Regions from separate parts of the Mus musculus genome. Here regions 1, 2 and 3 are each linked to region 4. The links are chromatin contacts, called in public HiCAR-type and promoter capture Hi-C maps. All regions are on one chromosome and are shown on one strand. Each heading gives the region's core, a stretch centred on a gene start, on an enhancer-like site or on the middle of the called end of the contact. The rest is flanking DNA. Distances are from core to core; before and after follow the strand shown. Region 1 holds the start of Nop56 (NOP56 ribonucleoprotein). Region 2 holds the start of Zfp661 (zinc finger protein 661). Region 3 holds the start of Lzts3 (leucine zipper, putative tumor suppressor family member 3). Region 4 holds the start of Polr1b (polymerase (RNA) I polypeptide B).

Region 1 (3,407 bases), core at 259-2,758, 1.2 Mb before region 4:
CAGCAGATCACATCACCAGGCCCGTAGGCCCCCTGCTGGCTTCTGTGGGCACTGCATCCACGTGGTGGACAGAATAAATGAAATAGGACTCTTACCTCGAAGGATCTCAGCTATCACACCACCAGTCTGGCAGTTGTACCCCAACTCTTCCTGTATTGCAGCACCAATCTTGGGGTCTCCAACCCCCAGAAGTACTTTCTTCTTTTTAGATGGCAGGTATGTCTCCAGGAGCAGGCGGAGGTCCTCGTGAACAACACCTTTGGGACAAAGAAAACAGCTCTAAACCACACATTGCAGATTGGAGACTGTCTCCAATCGGATTAGTTAACACCCATCCCCGCAGGCATTGCTCAGACACATGGAGTCGTCAGTGATCTCTCAGGGGATTGACAGATATATAAGTCATCATTGCAAAGCCTGGCTCTACCACAGGTCCAGGAGCACAATTGTAAAGCATTTAAGTGCTTTTTAAATTACAAGATTTATTTATTATATGTACACTGTAGCTATCTTCAGACACCCCAGAAGAAGGCATCAGATCTCATTAGGGATGGTTGTGAGCCACCATGTGGTTGCTGGGATTTGAACTCAGGACCTCTGTAAGAGCAGTCGCGCTCTTAACCGCTGAGCCATCTCTTCAGCCCCTGCATATTAATGTTTTAAAATGCCATCCTGTAGGTCTCAAATAATCCCTAGACTGTATCAAGCTTAGAAGAAAATCATCTAAGAACATCAACCACCCAGAATCCCATGTTCCGGAGGGACCGACTCACCTTCAGACACAGCATTGGCATTTTCCAAGGCCACCTGGGATGAAGAGAAGGGACAGAAGGCCACCAGACGAACGACATTGTGGAATTTGCCAAGGTTAAGCACACATTCCTCCACCTGGAGAGAAGGATGAATGGGCTTTCTTTGAATTTGGCTTCTACAGCGCAGTAAGGCAGAAGCACCAGCTGTTGTAGCAATTGGTGCCTGGGCCCCGAATCTTAATTCTCAAGAAATGGAAATGAGATGTTTATCTCCGACCGCTTCCAATTATATAGATTCGCGTTAAAGAGTCCCCTCATTCTAGAGCTCCCCCCCCCCCCGCCGGGCCCGGTGCGGTCGGCCACGTGGGAACACGCGGTGCATGCTGGGGTTTGGCGGCCTTAGGGGCTGCATTGCAGCTCCGCGAGCCCACCGAGCTCACCCACCTGCGGCAGCAGCAGGCTGATCTCCTCCACTTCCTTCAGCGCCAACAGCGCGTAGCCGACCGCATGCTCGAACAGCACGTGCAGCAGAACCTGAAAAGAACCGGCGCGCGGCCATCAGTCAAACTTCCCAGTCCGCGGGGCCGCTGCTAGAGCAGGCCCTGGCTCAGACCCGGAGCACGACCCCGAATGCAAACCCAGACGCACGCTAAGGCCTTCACTACGCAAATACCCCACCACCACTCCTCACCATGGCGCCTGCTCCGTGCCCAGCTCGCAATGCGGCTAGCGCGCTCTGGCGCGCGGAACCAGACTGCGGAGACCACACCTTCTCCGGTTTGACCAATCAGAGGCTGCGGACGAAACCATTGTCAGGTCTTCGGAGGGGGTTCGCGGGTGTGGTATCGTCCGTCGGGCGGGTTGGACTACCACGGGCGCGAGCGGGCCTGCCAAGCCCAGCCTCTGCGGCTGCGCGAGCCGGTACTGCGTCTGTAGTGAATGGTGTCGCTCCTGCCGGCAGGCCGCAGAGTGGCCTGGAGACCACCCTTCTTCGTTCCTCGTGCTTTTGTCACCCGTGTGCCGGGCGGCAGAACTCGGTGAGGGGACATGAGGCTTCCTGATAAGCCTCGCAGGTTTCCCGCTGCCCAGATATTCCGGGTCCTCGTGGGACCCGGCCTCAGACCCTGCAGAAATGGCGTCTTCTTGCTGCCTGCCTCTTCCTTTTACATTTTGTTGTTAACAAAATTGTTGGTGCGGGCTGAGGCATAGACAAGAGCGGTTTACCTCTTCCTAGTTCTGTTCCTTTCCCTGATTCATAGAACCCAGCGCTGCTCGGCACCACGTGGTTGCTCATGGCCGCGTAGGCCCAGAATTCTTCCAAGGAGCTGCGTTCCTGTTTTTTTCAGTGCCAGTTTTAGGCACACCAAGGTGGATAATTTAAAATCACCTTTGCTTTAAAAAAGAAAATAAAAAGACACTTTACTTTAGTGTTAGGATTATAAATCCCAAACTTGATGGCCTAGTCGGCCATCAATGGGAGGAGAGGCCCTTGGTATTGCTAAGATCATATGCCCCAGTACAGGGGAATGCCAGGGCCAGGAAGCGGGAGTGATTGGGTTGGGGAGCAGGGCGGAGGGAGGGTATTGGGGGCTTTGGGGATAGCATTTGAAATGTAAATTCAGAAAATATCTAATAGAGAGAGAAAATAAATCCCAAACTTGAATAGTCTCTCTTAAATAGTCTATGCCTTATGCGAGAAAAAAGAATCATGGAGTAAGTCGGCTGTACATTGTCTATCATGGAGTAAGTCGGCTGTACTTTCTCTATAATGGAGTAAGTTGGCTGTACATTGCCTGTAATGGAGCTGGCTTGGATAATAAAGTGGACTTGGATAGTAAAGAAATGTGTATGTATTGCAACTAGGAAGCTACAAGCGCTTGGCAGGACATGGTGGAACGCACCTTTAATTCTGGTATTTGGGAGGCAGAGACAGGCCTGGCTACATAGCAAATTCCAAGGCAGATAAGGTTACCCAGTGAAACTCTGTTTCAAGAAAAGTAAGCTATAAATGCTTGTGATTAGATGAGGCGACACAGCACAAACAAACAAGCAAAACAAGATGTTCCTTTGGCTTCCTCACCTCCACCACTTCATTAAAATGTCACCCCAGGAGTTGAATGGTGACACGCACCTTTAATCACAGCACTTTGGAGGCAGACATCTGTGAATTCAAGGCTAGTTTGGTATATATCGATAGCTCCAGGCTAATCAAGGTTACATGGTAAGACCCTGTTTCAAAAAAAAAAAGAAAGTCCTCCAATATTTATAGTTCTGAACCTAGTGGGATCTGTAGATTGTGATATCAGACACCATTTCTTCCCTTCCCTAGGCTTCTTTGATAAATTAATTGCTCTTGCCTACGTTCAGACAGACCTTTCCTACCAAAGTAGACTTTTGTAAAATTGTTGAGTTTTGTCTCCAAGTTATCCTTCGCCCTGCTTCCTGAATATTTCTAAAGCAGAAATTCATGTTTTGTTTATGGTTGCTCATTGTGAACAAAGTAATAAGAAAATTAAAGGTGTTGGTATCCTATAATCAATCACCTGTGGTAGTTGTTCTCCAGAAAGGCCAATAATGATCCATGCCTCCTGACAACCAGGCCTATGGCCCAACGGACACGGGTAGATTGAGTCTGCCATTTCTGAACCTTGTGCA
Region 2 (3,209 bases), core at 402-2,901, 1.5 Mb after region 4:
AAGCTCTCTGGGAACATAGTTGAGGATTTCTGTATGCAGCCATCCTTCAGAATTGCAGAAGAACCCTTTCACAGCTGCCCTTTTCACTGCCTTAGGGGCAGACCGAGGCTTACAAGAGATCCATGAGACTGACAGAGGCGAAAGGGATCAACAAAAATTAGACAGCAGTGCTGAGACCTTGGCAGCCTAGTGATATGATTTATTCCCTCTACTGACAAGCCACCCATTTAGTGCCCCCTGTAGCCGACATAGCAACACTGGAGAGTTTCTGGATGCCATGCACGAGAGACAAAACCTGTGGTCAATATTTGATGGGACTGCTCTTGGAGTTCAGCAAATCACTTTCCTTCCAGAAAGCAGCATGAACATGTAACATCCAGAAGGTAGGTATTTACTCAGTAGAAAAATTTACTTCTTTACCAATTCTAGGTTCTATTTAAGAAAAACTGATATTGGAGAGGTTTAATTGATAGCCAAAGAGATCAAGGTTTTAGGAAGGGTGTACAGATAGTAATGGGAGATCAAAGAGTCATTGTCAGTCCCTGGAGATACTGGGGTCATCTTGGGTTTCAGGATCCAGTTGTTCAGACAGGTATGGTATGACCATTTGTGACCACCCAATGGCCAGATGAGAATGGGTATCAGCCCTGCTTTTTGGTAATGTATAGTTGAAACAGCCCATCCCTTTGGAAGTCCCAGTGCTGGAGCTTTCTTAAGCCTATCAAAAGAGTGTTCCTTAATCCCTCAATTACAAATGGTATGGGCTTGGGACCCTCATTTAATTTCTCATGACTGGCCTGGCTATTTCTTTAAATATTGTAATTCATATTCTGCAGTATCCAGTTAATTCCAGAAAAGCCAAAACCTGTCTTTTGGTTCAGAGAGGGGGCAAATCCAGATCTCATAGTACCAAATGAAGGTTGCCTTTTTTTTTTTTTTTTTTTTTTTTTTTTTTGCCTCACAAATTGAGAATTTTCCCTAGAAGTTTTGCTTCCTTTTTGAAGTTTTGTAGCCTTTTTGAGCTTTTGAGATACAAAGAGGCCAGGTGGGGTGATGCACACCTTAAAGCCCAGGTCTTTGGAGGCAGAGACAGGTGGATCTCCAAGTTTGAAGCCATCCTGGTTTACATAGTGAGTTCAGGACACAGAGAGAGGGGGGTGGGGTGGGGAATGGACTGAGCTACAACGTTTAAAGTCTGTTGTTTGGCTGGTATCCTCTGAAGCAGTAGGTAGAAGGTCACCCTCATTCAGGATTACAGCTACAGAGTTGGGTGTAAATTCTCCGACATGCTACCAAATCTGGGATTAAACCTACACCACGAATTCTTGATGGAAGACTGCGACAGGTATGTTTCTGGGCTCATGCATCTGGGATAGTCTACTGAAAGAACGGGAACCCTGGCTTTCAGAAAAAATAGGTACACTGGCAAACCGGAAACGAACTAGAAATCGAACTTGTGCTGTTTAGGGTCAGAGCCTGGTCCTATCCGTTTCAGCACCACAGACCTGGAGTGCAACCTTGTGCAGGATTTTACCCGTCATCTCACGGCGCGCCGGCTATTGATGCTTCTGGGAAGTGTAGTTCATGCAAAGGCAACACTATGATTGGAGCTCAGAGGCCGAAGATCTTCGCGCAGGCGCACTGCCTTCCCGACACGAGGCGGTGAGTGTTCGCAGGTTCCCAGTACTCTTGCCAAAGGTGAGGGTTGCGGGTCTAGGTGTTCAAGAAGCCGAGTGGACGCGGTGGCGGAGGAGACACGGGGACACTGGGCACTTGGGGGAGGGTTAGTGGGCGTGGCCTGTGTGGACAGAGAGTCTTCCCTTCTGGTGTGTGTCGGTTCCGTGGGGACAGTGTCCTCGTAGGGTATGTCCACTGTGTGTCAGAATCCTGTACTTTCAAGTTGGAGATCCCGGTCTTCCTTTCGTTCCTTCTTTCCATGATGGGTGCTACGTGGATGTGGATGGTACCGACGCTAAATCTGGGAGCATCCACTCCATTCTCTCCCAAGTCCCCTAGAAAACGTCTCCCTTTGCTTCAGCTTCTCGCCCTGAGCCTGCACCGGAATGTCCTGGTGTGAGCATAGGGTGTTCCTGGACGATACCGGATTTGAGGTGAAGAAAACCCCAAAGGAAATCGCAAATGGCTTTAGGCAATTTTAAGATGATATTGACTGGAGTGCACTGTTAAGGAATAGTGGGAAATAAGGGTGAAGGGACTATACTGCGGCCAGACAAGACCCACAGTATCAGAGTAAGACCCACCAAGCACGATATTTTGTGCGTCTCAAATGAGGTCAACATAAACAAAATTTTGAGAAACAATTCTAGAGGTTGACATTCTGACCACCGTTAAATCGAACTAGCACAACTTCGTTCCAACCACCAGTAAGTGTCAGATGTCTAGAAGTCCGTGGGATGGCCAGTTGTCTGTTACTCCATTGAAGTTGTTGGCAATTTACTAGTGATCTTTTCCCTAGTGTTCTTTTTACATTTGAGATACGATCTTATTTTGTAGCTTAACCTGGCGTTGTGTTAAGCCTTAGCCTTCCAAGTGCTAGCATTACGGGTGTATATCACCATAGTTCTGTTTTCCGTGAAATTTCAGTCACGCGAATCAAGCTTCCCGGGATGCTGGGATGTGTTGCAGGTAAAGATCTGCTTAACTTTATGGCTATCTTTCAATGAAAGTAAATTATAACAGAATTAAAAGCTTCCAGGCAGACTTTTCCCAGTTCCACCTCAGCCTTTTACAAAGCCTGACTCTCTTAATTGCTGTGAAATAGTGCCTCTCTTATTGATGTATGACGATGGAACTAAATTATCTTTATAGAAAGCACTCAGCATAGTGCCTCATGAGAGCAAGCACTCAACGCTAGTTATGGTGGAGTTCCGTAGTGCTCCAAGTGTGTCTAGCCGCTGGACAATAGATTATTTAATCAAGTTGTCTGTCATAGATGCTTAGGAGAGTCCAGATTTTGGTTGCATTACCTAAAGATTAAATAGGATATGTGTAATGTGCTTAGGAAGCTGGCTGGCAGATAACTTTCAATAAAGATAACGTGTTAGTGATGGTTAATTAAAGCCGTTGTAACTATTCTCTTATACTTCTTAAATAAATTCTCGAAGAGAATTGGCCAACCTAAGAATGTCTGTGTTTGAAGGCTCTTGCTACTTGTCCCAGTGATCTTCCTAAAGAACTTAACTAATGAG
Region 3 (3,527 bases), core at 937-3,436, 1.5 Mb before region 4:
GTGGTGTTGGATGCAATCCAAGGTCTCATACTCGCTAGGTTTACACTCAGTCCCTGAACTACAACATTCTTACCCAGCATTCCCCAGGCAGAAACAAGGGATCTCTGACTTAAGGGCCATGGTGAATACATAGGGAATTCCAGGCCAGCCAGACAGCCAGAGCTACCTAGTGAGACCCAGTCTTAAAAAACAAACAGCCGAGCGGTAGTGGTGCACGCCTTTAATCCCAGCACTTGGGAGGCAGAGGCAGGTGGATTTCTGAGTTCGAGGCCAGCCTGGTCTACAGAGTGAGTTCTAGGATAGCCAGAGCTATACAGAGAAAAAAACCAACCAACCAAACAAACAAAATCCCTCACAATAACGTCTCGAAATACATGTTGTTGTGGGCCAATCAAAACTTTCTCTTGCCTGGTAGCACAGACCTCTAACCCCAGTACTTGGTAGGCAGAGGCCGTCAGGTGTCTCTGAATTTGAGGCCTGGTCTAGATGGTGAGTTCCCATACAGCCATGCCTCTATAGAGAGACCCTGCCTCAGGGAAAAAGAGGAGGAGGAGGAGGAGGAGGAGGAGGAGGAGGAGGAGGAGGAGGAGGAGGAGGAAAAGAAAATGTCTCCTGGGGATTCTTCCCATATTCTGTTCTCTTCTCATCCTCTTCTCACTGAAAGGGGTAGCAAAGCTGGACTCATCTGCTTAAAACAAGGATGACACGTTACCTCTCTGACCTAAATGAATATCTTGTAATATGGTGGCCACAAACCATGAGGATCATCACATTTCCATGACACTCAGTTCACAGAGTTGTAGAATATATAAATGATCTGTCATTGGCTAATGACAATAAGATCTTAGTTTATTTAATATACTTCCTTATTTGGATTGGTTGATTGGTTTTTTTGGTTGGTTGGCTTTTTGGTTTTTTGGTTTGGTTTGGTTTGGGTTTTGGGTTTTGGTTTTGGTTTTTTGAGACAGTGTTTTTCTCTATGTAGCCCTGGCTGTCTTGGAACTCGATCTGTAGACCAGGTTAGAATCGGTCTCAGAGACCCTGCCTCTGTCTCTCAAGTTCTGGGATTAAAGGCATTTACTTAATACATTTAAAAGCAATCATTAGAACTGAAAACAGGAATTCATTAAATTCACTATAGGAAATAAAAACAATTGTTTAAAAAGGCAAAAAAAATTAAAATCTATGACATAGTCCTATGTCATAGGATGGCTAAACTCATCAGTTATCACAATCACAACCTACAGCCTTTTGCTAAGGCGGAAGCCTGGGCCTAGCTTGCTTCCTCATACTGATCAGACCAAGGGCATAGTTGAAGGCTGAGTGCTTCCTTTAGGAAGTTTTCCTGGGCAGCTGGCAACCCCTTTAGTGTATGCCACCTGCACTTGCCAAGGTGTTGATCTGAGTCAAAGATAAAGTCTTTACTCAATCTCTTTTTAGGATGGGGTTTGTTAGTTTTACAGCAGGCACGGGGCACAAGGTATAAAATACAAATTTCCTGTAGCGTCAAGTTTTAAATTGGTCAATTTATTGGCTCTTGCCTCCACCTAGATCATAGTCACAGGTGCCTTCACACCCCCGCATCTTGTAGGTTTGAAGGCTCTTCAGGGTTTTTTGGTTTTTTTCCCCCCCCTTAATTATTTTTTAATTCAGTGTATGGTTGTTTCGACCATATGTTTGTGCAGCACCTGCAGAGGCCAGAAGGTGTCCAATCCCTTGTAACTAGTTATCATGTGGGTGCTGCGAATTAAACCCAGGTTCTATGGAAGAGCAGCCAGTGCCCTTGACCACTAAGCCATCTGTCCAGTCCCATATTTGAAGGATTTAGGACATCTGCTGCACAGGGAATAGCTGGTGCAGGAGTTGAATCTAGAGTCCAAACAAGGTTGTCCATAAACCAAAGGGCTCATACACCCAGATACGGGGTTCAAAGAGAGTAGGAATTTGCTGGATTTCTGGTAGGACAGAAATTGGGGATTGACCCCAAGAATTTGGTACAGTGGCTAACGGACTGAGGCCGAGTATCTGCCACCCAGCCTTTTGGGCAGGCGGGCCGGCGCTCAGCGACCAAAGGGGTTAAGGCACCGAGTCCCACCCCCGTCCAGGATTGGCGGGTCCCGGGGGCGTGGCCGGAGGGCGGGCCCGCGTTTGCCGCAGCCGCTGGTGGGCGGGCCGGGCGCGGGGCGGGAGGGGCCAAGAGCAGAGCCCGGCCGCGCCGCGCGCCCTGTGGGGCGGGCTTCGGGCTGCGCCAGAGAGCGGGACAGCTAGCGCCGGTGTCTGAGCCTCTGCGCCGGACTCTGAGGCAGTGAGTAAGTGATACAGGCCTGCCGGGGTGCCCCTCCAGGTTCTCCCTCAGGTCACCATGCCCGCTGCATCGCTCGCTGCTTCTGGCCGGTGGGAAGCTGGGGAGGGGGCGCGTCCCGCTGCTAGGGTACCGGGGAGCTGGGGGGGGATGAGGCCGATGATGTCATGGACGCTTCAACCGGCGCGCGGGGAGGGGGGGGTGGCGGCCGGAGGGGGTGCGGCCCGGATTATGTCACCTCTTCTCTCTGCACCCCGCCCCCCCCCGGGGGCCACGCGCGTTGGTGGAGAACCGAGGGAGGTATGGGTGGAATTTCTCCAACCGCGGAGACCTCTGTGGCACCTTTGCAGAGATTTTGTGGCTGGGGTCTATGTGCTAGTGAATGGCGACCCTCCCCCTCCCCCCCCACACACTCTGACACACACATGCACAGCTGAGGCAGGCTCCTGTGTGAGCGGGTGGGTGGGGGTGTGCTGTCAGTACCTTCAGCACTGAAGCACTGGCTTCATCAGAGTCAGGATCTAGGGGATGGGCCTCTTCCCCTGCAGGTGCCCACATTTCCAAGGGAAGATGAATCTCCCCTCACACATCCCAACCAAGAAGTTCTGCTCCCTGAATCCCTTCCCTTAATCCTTCCTGGAAGCTTTTCCTTGTTTCTATGTCTGCATTCATTTCCTATTGACATTGCTCATAACCAACATCCCCACAAGTATTGGCCTTGCATTTTCATGATGCCGGGGGGGGGGGGTCCAGAGACCCCTGGGGTAACACAGGCTTCCAATGGGGAAGGCTCACAGTGAAATCTCCCTGGGTCATCCTGAGCTAAGTGCTCCAAGACCTCTTGGGTACCAAGGATGCTGAGGAGTATTTGGACTGGTTCCAGAAGAATGTAGGCTGGGCAGAGAGCTGAGAAGAGGTCATGTGTGGAGTGAAGAGCTGCTTTCAGGAGAAATACAGGGTGGATATCAAGAGAGGCCTTAGAGACTCTGCTACAAACTCTACTTGGTTGTGGGTGCCAAAAAGAATACCATGGATTTTACACATAATCCGTTTCCTTTTTAAAAAATCGCTGTAAGGTAGGTGTGAGAATTTGAGTCTGCTTGAGGTTTCGTAGCTGAGCTGTGATTTACACCTGGAGCTGATGCTGCAGGAATTCTAAGGCCCTTGACCCTGCTCGGGGAAGGGTTTAGCCAGAGTCCATTTGGCCCCTCTGACTGCTAGTATT
Region 4 (3,385 bases), core at 101-2,600:
TAGAGCAGTTCTCAAAGAATATGGCACTGACTGCTTGCTGGTGCCTGCTACCGTTACACAACCAACATCCAAAGTGAGGAGCAATTACACCTGAGAGGTGTCTTACTCTCAGAGTGCCGTGCCAGGAAAAACTAAAGATGCCAACAAAAAGAGACCTTCCCCGTCCTTACTCTGCTACCACTGTTACAATGATTCCCCTGGACTTTTTATCTTCCTCAACATGACCAACTCAGAACAGGTGGCAAGTTTTCCTCTTGCAAATTCTTAAAGAGAAAGAAAGCGGGCAGCGAACGCCTTTAATCCCAGCACTCGGGAGGCAGAGGCAGGCGGATTTCTGAGTTCGAGGCCAGCCTGGTCTACACAGTGAGTTCCAGGACAGCCAGGGCTATACAGAGAAACCCTGTCTCGAAAGAAAAAAAAAAAAAAAAGAAAGAAAGAAAGAAAGAAAGAAAGAAAGAAAGCAAGCAAGCAAGCAAGCGGGCGATGGTGGCACACACTGTTAATCCCAGTGCTCGGGAGGCAGAGGCAGGCAGATCTCTGAGTTCGAGGCCAGCCTTGGTCCACGGAGCTCCAGGGCAGCAAACGCTACACAGAGAAACCTTATCTCGAACCGTCTCCATTCTCCCGCCCCAAAAAGAAAACTTTAAGGGAAGCAAACTGAAGGATGTGCTTGCTGCAGTCTGTCTGATCAGCTTGGAACCTTGTGAGGTAGTTTTAGAACGTAAGACTCCAGGTGTGAAAAGGCGCGAGTGCTGGGAATGGTGGAAAACACAGTTCCAAAAAGATCACTTCCTCACTCTCATCTCACAGTACCCAGAAATGGTTCGCCCCAAACCAGACTCGTACTCATATATAAATCCAGGAGTCACAAATACAAGTTTCCCTACACCACTAGGCTTATGAGTTGCTTTTTTTCTCTGAACTACCCAAAGCAATGCAGGGTGAGTTCACGTCCCTATTTGTGGTCATACTGTAGGCACCCCTCACCCCCCCACCCCCCGGCCACTTCTCCCAACCGCAGGGACGCTCCAGGACCCCCCAGGCCAAGGGTAGAGCTCTGGAGCGCAGTGCACGGCACTCACCTGCACCGCGTGGCTCAGCCCCTCCAGCGCCGCGTAGTTGAAGGAGTCCACGTGCGCCCGCGTCAGGTCCTGCAAAGCTGCCTTTTGCTGCTCTGGGGGAATCCCGTACGAGGGGTCGGTTAAATGCTTTAGGCTGGGCCCGCTGGGCAGGTTCCGCCACCGGCCGTCGACATCCATGCTTCTGCCAGTCCCGGACGGGAGACCGGAGCTAGGACGCTACTCGTGGCTGGCTGGAATGGCCGGACCAACCCCACAGCCACCCTACCCCGTGGCCTTCTGGGAAATGTAGTTCCTCTTGTTCGGCCCGCCCCACACTGGTCCTTTCTTTTCTCAGAGTCGACTGGAAACTTACACCATGGCGTGATTAGACCGGTTAAAACTACGCGCAGACATGAAGACACGCCTTTAATCCCAGCAATCAGGAGGTCAGGTATCTGTGAGTTCGAGACCAGTCTGGTCTACAAAGAGAGTTCCAAGTCATTCAGAGTAGTTACACAGAGCTGTCTTGAAACACCGGGGTGGGGGTGGGGGTGGGGGTGGGGGTGGAGAGAGAGAAAGAGGCTTCGCTGTTTTGTAACCTGCAAACCATACTAAATCCTGCTCCACTTTAGTGTGTGACCTCTGTGACCCATATTAGCTTAATTCGTTAATTAGGACCTGATACAAGACGTATCTTTAAAGGTTCCCTTCTGTCCCATTCTGGAGTTTTCCTATTGCACCCTGATGCAGACCTCAGGAGACTCTGGATTCTTGGCTTCAACTAAAATGGAGGTGTGGGGCACCAACCTGTCATTTCTTCTCAACTTGTCTGTTTATTAAAATAATATTTATTTATTTATTTTTGTTTCTTTGTTTTTTGAGTCAGGGTCTCTATGTAGTCCTGGCTGTCCTAGACCAGGCTGGCCTGGAACTCACAGAGGTCCATTGTCTTTGCCTGAGTGCTGGGTTAAAGGCATGTGTCACCCCCAGCCCCCTCTTTCTCAAGTCTTTGTTTTTTTGTTTAGTTTTTCTCATACATTGCATTCCAACTGCAGTTTCCCCTCTCTCCACTCCTCCCAATCTTCCTCCCCACCCCCCTTCTCCTCCAGATCCACTCCTCCTCTATTTCCCTTCAGAAAAGAGCAGGCCTCCCTGGTATATCAACTGAACATGGCATAACAGGTTACAATAACACTAGGCACAATCCCTCATATCAAGTCTGGACAAAGCAAATCAATAGAAGAAAAGGGGTCCCAAGAGCAGGCAAGAGAGTCCAAGACAGCCCCTGCTCCTACTGCCAGAAGTCCCCCAAGAGCACCAAGCTATACATCCATAACATGAATGCCGAGGACCTAGCTCAGAGCCACACAGGCTCCAGGACTGTCTCTTCAGTCTCTGTGAGCCCCTCTGAGCCCTGCTTAATTGATTCTGTGGGCTGTGCTTATGTCTACTCAACTCTTAATGCATGAAGCACATCAGCAGGACGGCAAGCAGTAACCAGGCCATGCTACCCAGAAGAAAGGAAGCCACCCCAGCCTGCTTCTGGGCAATCAAGAGCAAGAGGTAGGAAGGTGGTTGGATAGTGTCAGAATTCGTGCTGTTTCTAGTGTTTGGCTTTTACAAATATCCATTTTTCTATGTGTGTGTTTTCAATTCCCTTAGGTATCAGAGCTAAGAACCACGTTTCTGTGTCATATTACCTATGTTTACCTTTCTGAAGCCCTGTGAAACTATTAAAGTGAGCTGTACAACTTCACATTTCCCCTTAGCAACATCATTACTAGTACCTGGTACTATCTTCTGATTATAGCAATCTTATTATTTGCACAATGGTATCTTTTGTGAGCCCTGGTTAGCATTTTCCTAGACTCCAGGGCCTAGAGGATAATAGTGTCAAATATCATTTCATGTGTTTAAGGGTTGATGGCATATTTCCTCTGAAAAACGTGAAGGGAATCAATCCCTTTCTGAGAATTGTTGAGCTTTTAGATGCTTTCTGTGTTTTCATGTTGTATCTACAGGTATGAACAGGAACGTGTATGTATTTATCCTATGTGTGGAGGCCAGGGGATGGCAGGCTCTGTCTTCCTTTGAGACAGGGACTGTCAATAGCTTAGAGCCACTGAAGAAGTTAGGCTGGCCAATGAGCCCCTGGGAGCTGCCTGGCTCTACCCTCCGCCCCCCCCCCACCCCCCCCGTGCTAGGGTTAAAGCTATGTGCCACCAGGCCTGGAATTTTTTTAAGTGAAGGTTGACTATTAAACAGGTCCCCATGCTTCAAGGAACACACTTTACCAACTGAGCTATCTTCCAGCCTCTTAGGTA

The links. HiCAR-type assays count read pairs that join an accessible place to other places. Capture Hi-C pulls out chosen DNA fragments and counts their contacts.
Region 1: a contact with region 4 is called in a promoter capture Hi-C map of liver, with 3 times the contacts expected there. The contact joins the promoter of Nop56 here to the promoter of Polr1b in region 4. A contact is called at or near these places in 1 of 39 promoter capture datasets (liver), 2 of 115 datasets of contacts at active chromatin or transcription factors (astrocytes and embryonic stem cells) and 1 of 9 other capture datasets (liver).
Region 2: a contact with region 4 is called in a promoter capture Hi-C map of liver, with 3 times the contacts expected there. The contact joins the promoter of Zfp661 here to the promoter of Polr1b in region 4. A contact is called at or near these places in 2 of 9 other capture datasets (liver and macrophages).
Region 3: a contact with region 4 is called in a HiCAR-type map of astrocytes, with 4 times the contacts expected there. The contact joins the promoter of Lzts3 here to the promoter of Polr1b in region 4. A contact is called at or near these places in 1 of 39 promoter capture datasets (liver) and 1 of 115 datasets of contacts at active chromatin or transcription factors (astrocytes).

Annotation. Positions count from the first base shown.
Region 1 is chr2:130,272,513-130,275,919 of GRCm38.p6, reverse strand. Nop56 (NOP56 ribonucleoprotein) reads right to left here and starts at 1,508. Exons shown (of 12, transcript NM_024193.2): 1 at 1,444-1,508; 2 at 1,197-1,286; 3 at 774-888; 4 at 96-257. The coding sequence starts at 1,446. It overlaps Snord110 (small nucleolar RNA, C/D box 110), which reads right to left and starts at 405; the gene lies at 347-405.
Region 2 is chr2:127,583,119-127,586,327 of GRCm38.p6, reverse strand. Zfp661 (zinc finger protein 661) reads left to right here and starts at 1,651. Exons shown (of 5, transcript NM_001111029.1): 1 at 1,651-1,698.
Region 3 is chr2:130,641,503-130,645,029 of GRCm38.p6, reverse strand. It overlaps Lzts3 (leucine zipper, putative tumor suppressor family member 3), which reads left to right and starts at 2,186. Exons shown (of 5, transcript NM_197945.4): 1 at 2,186-2,309. All of the region lies in intron 2 of Gm52563 (a long non-coding RNA gene), which reads right to left.
Region 4 is chr2:129,098,961-129,102,345 of GRCm38.p6, reverse strand. It overlaps Polr1b (polymerase (RNA) I polypeptide B), which reads right to left and starts at 1,350. Exons shown (of 15, transcript NM_009086.2): 1 at 1,083-1,350. The coding sequence starts at 1,259. It overlaps Gm46764 (predicted gene, 46764), which reads left to right and starts at 1,403. Exons shown (of 3, transcript NR_168333.1): 1 at 1,403-1,512.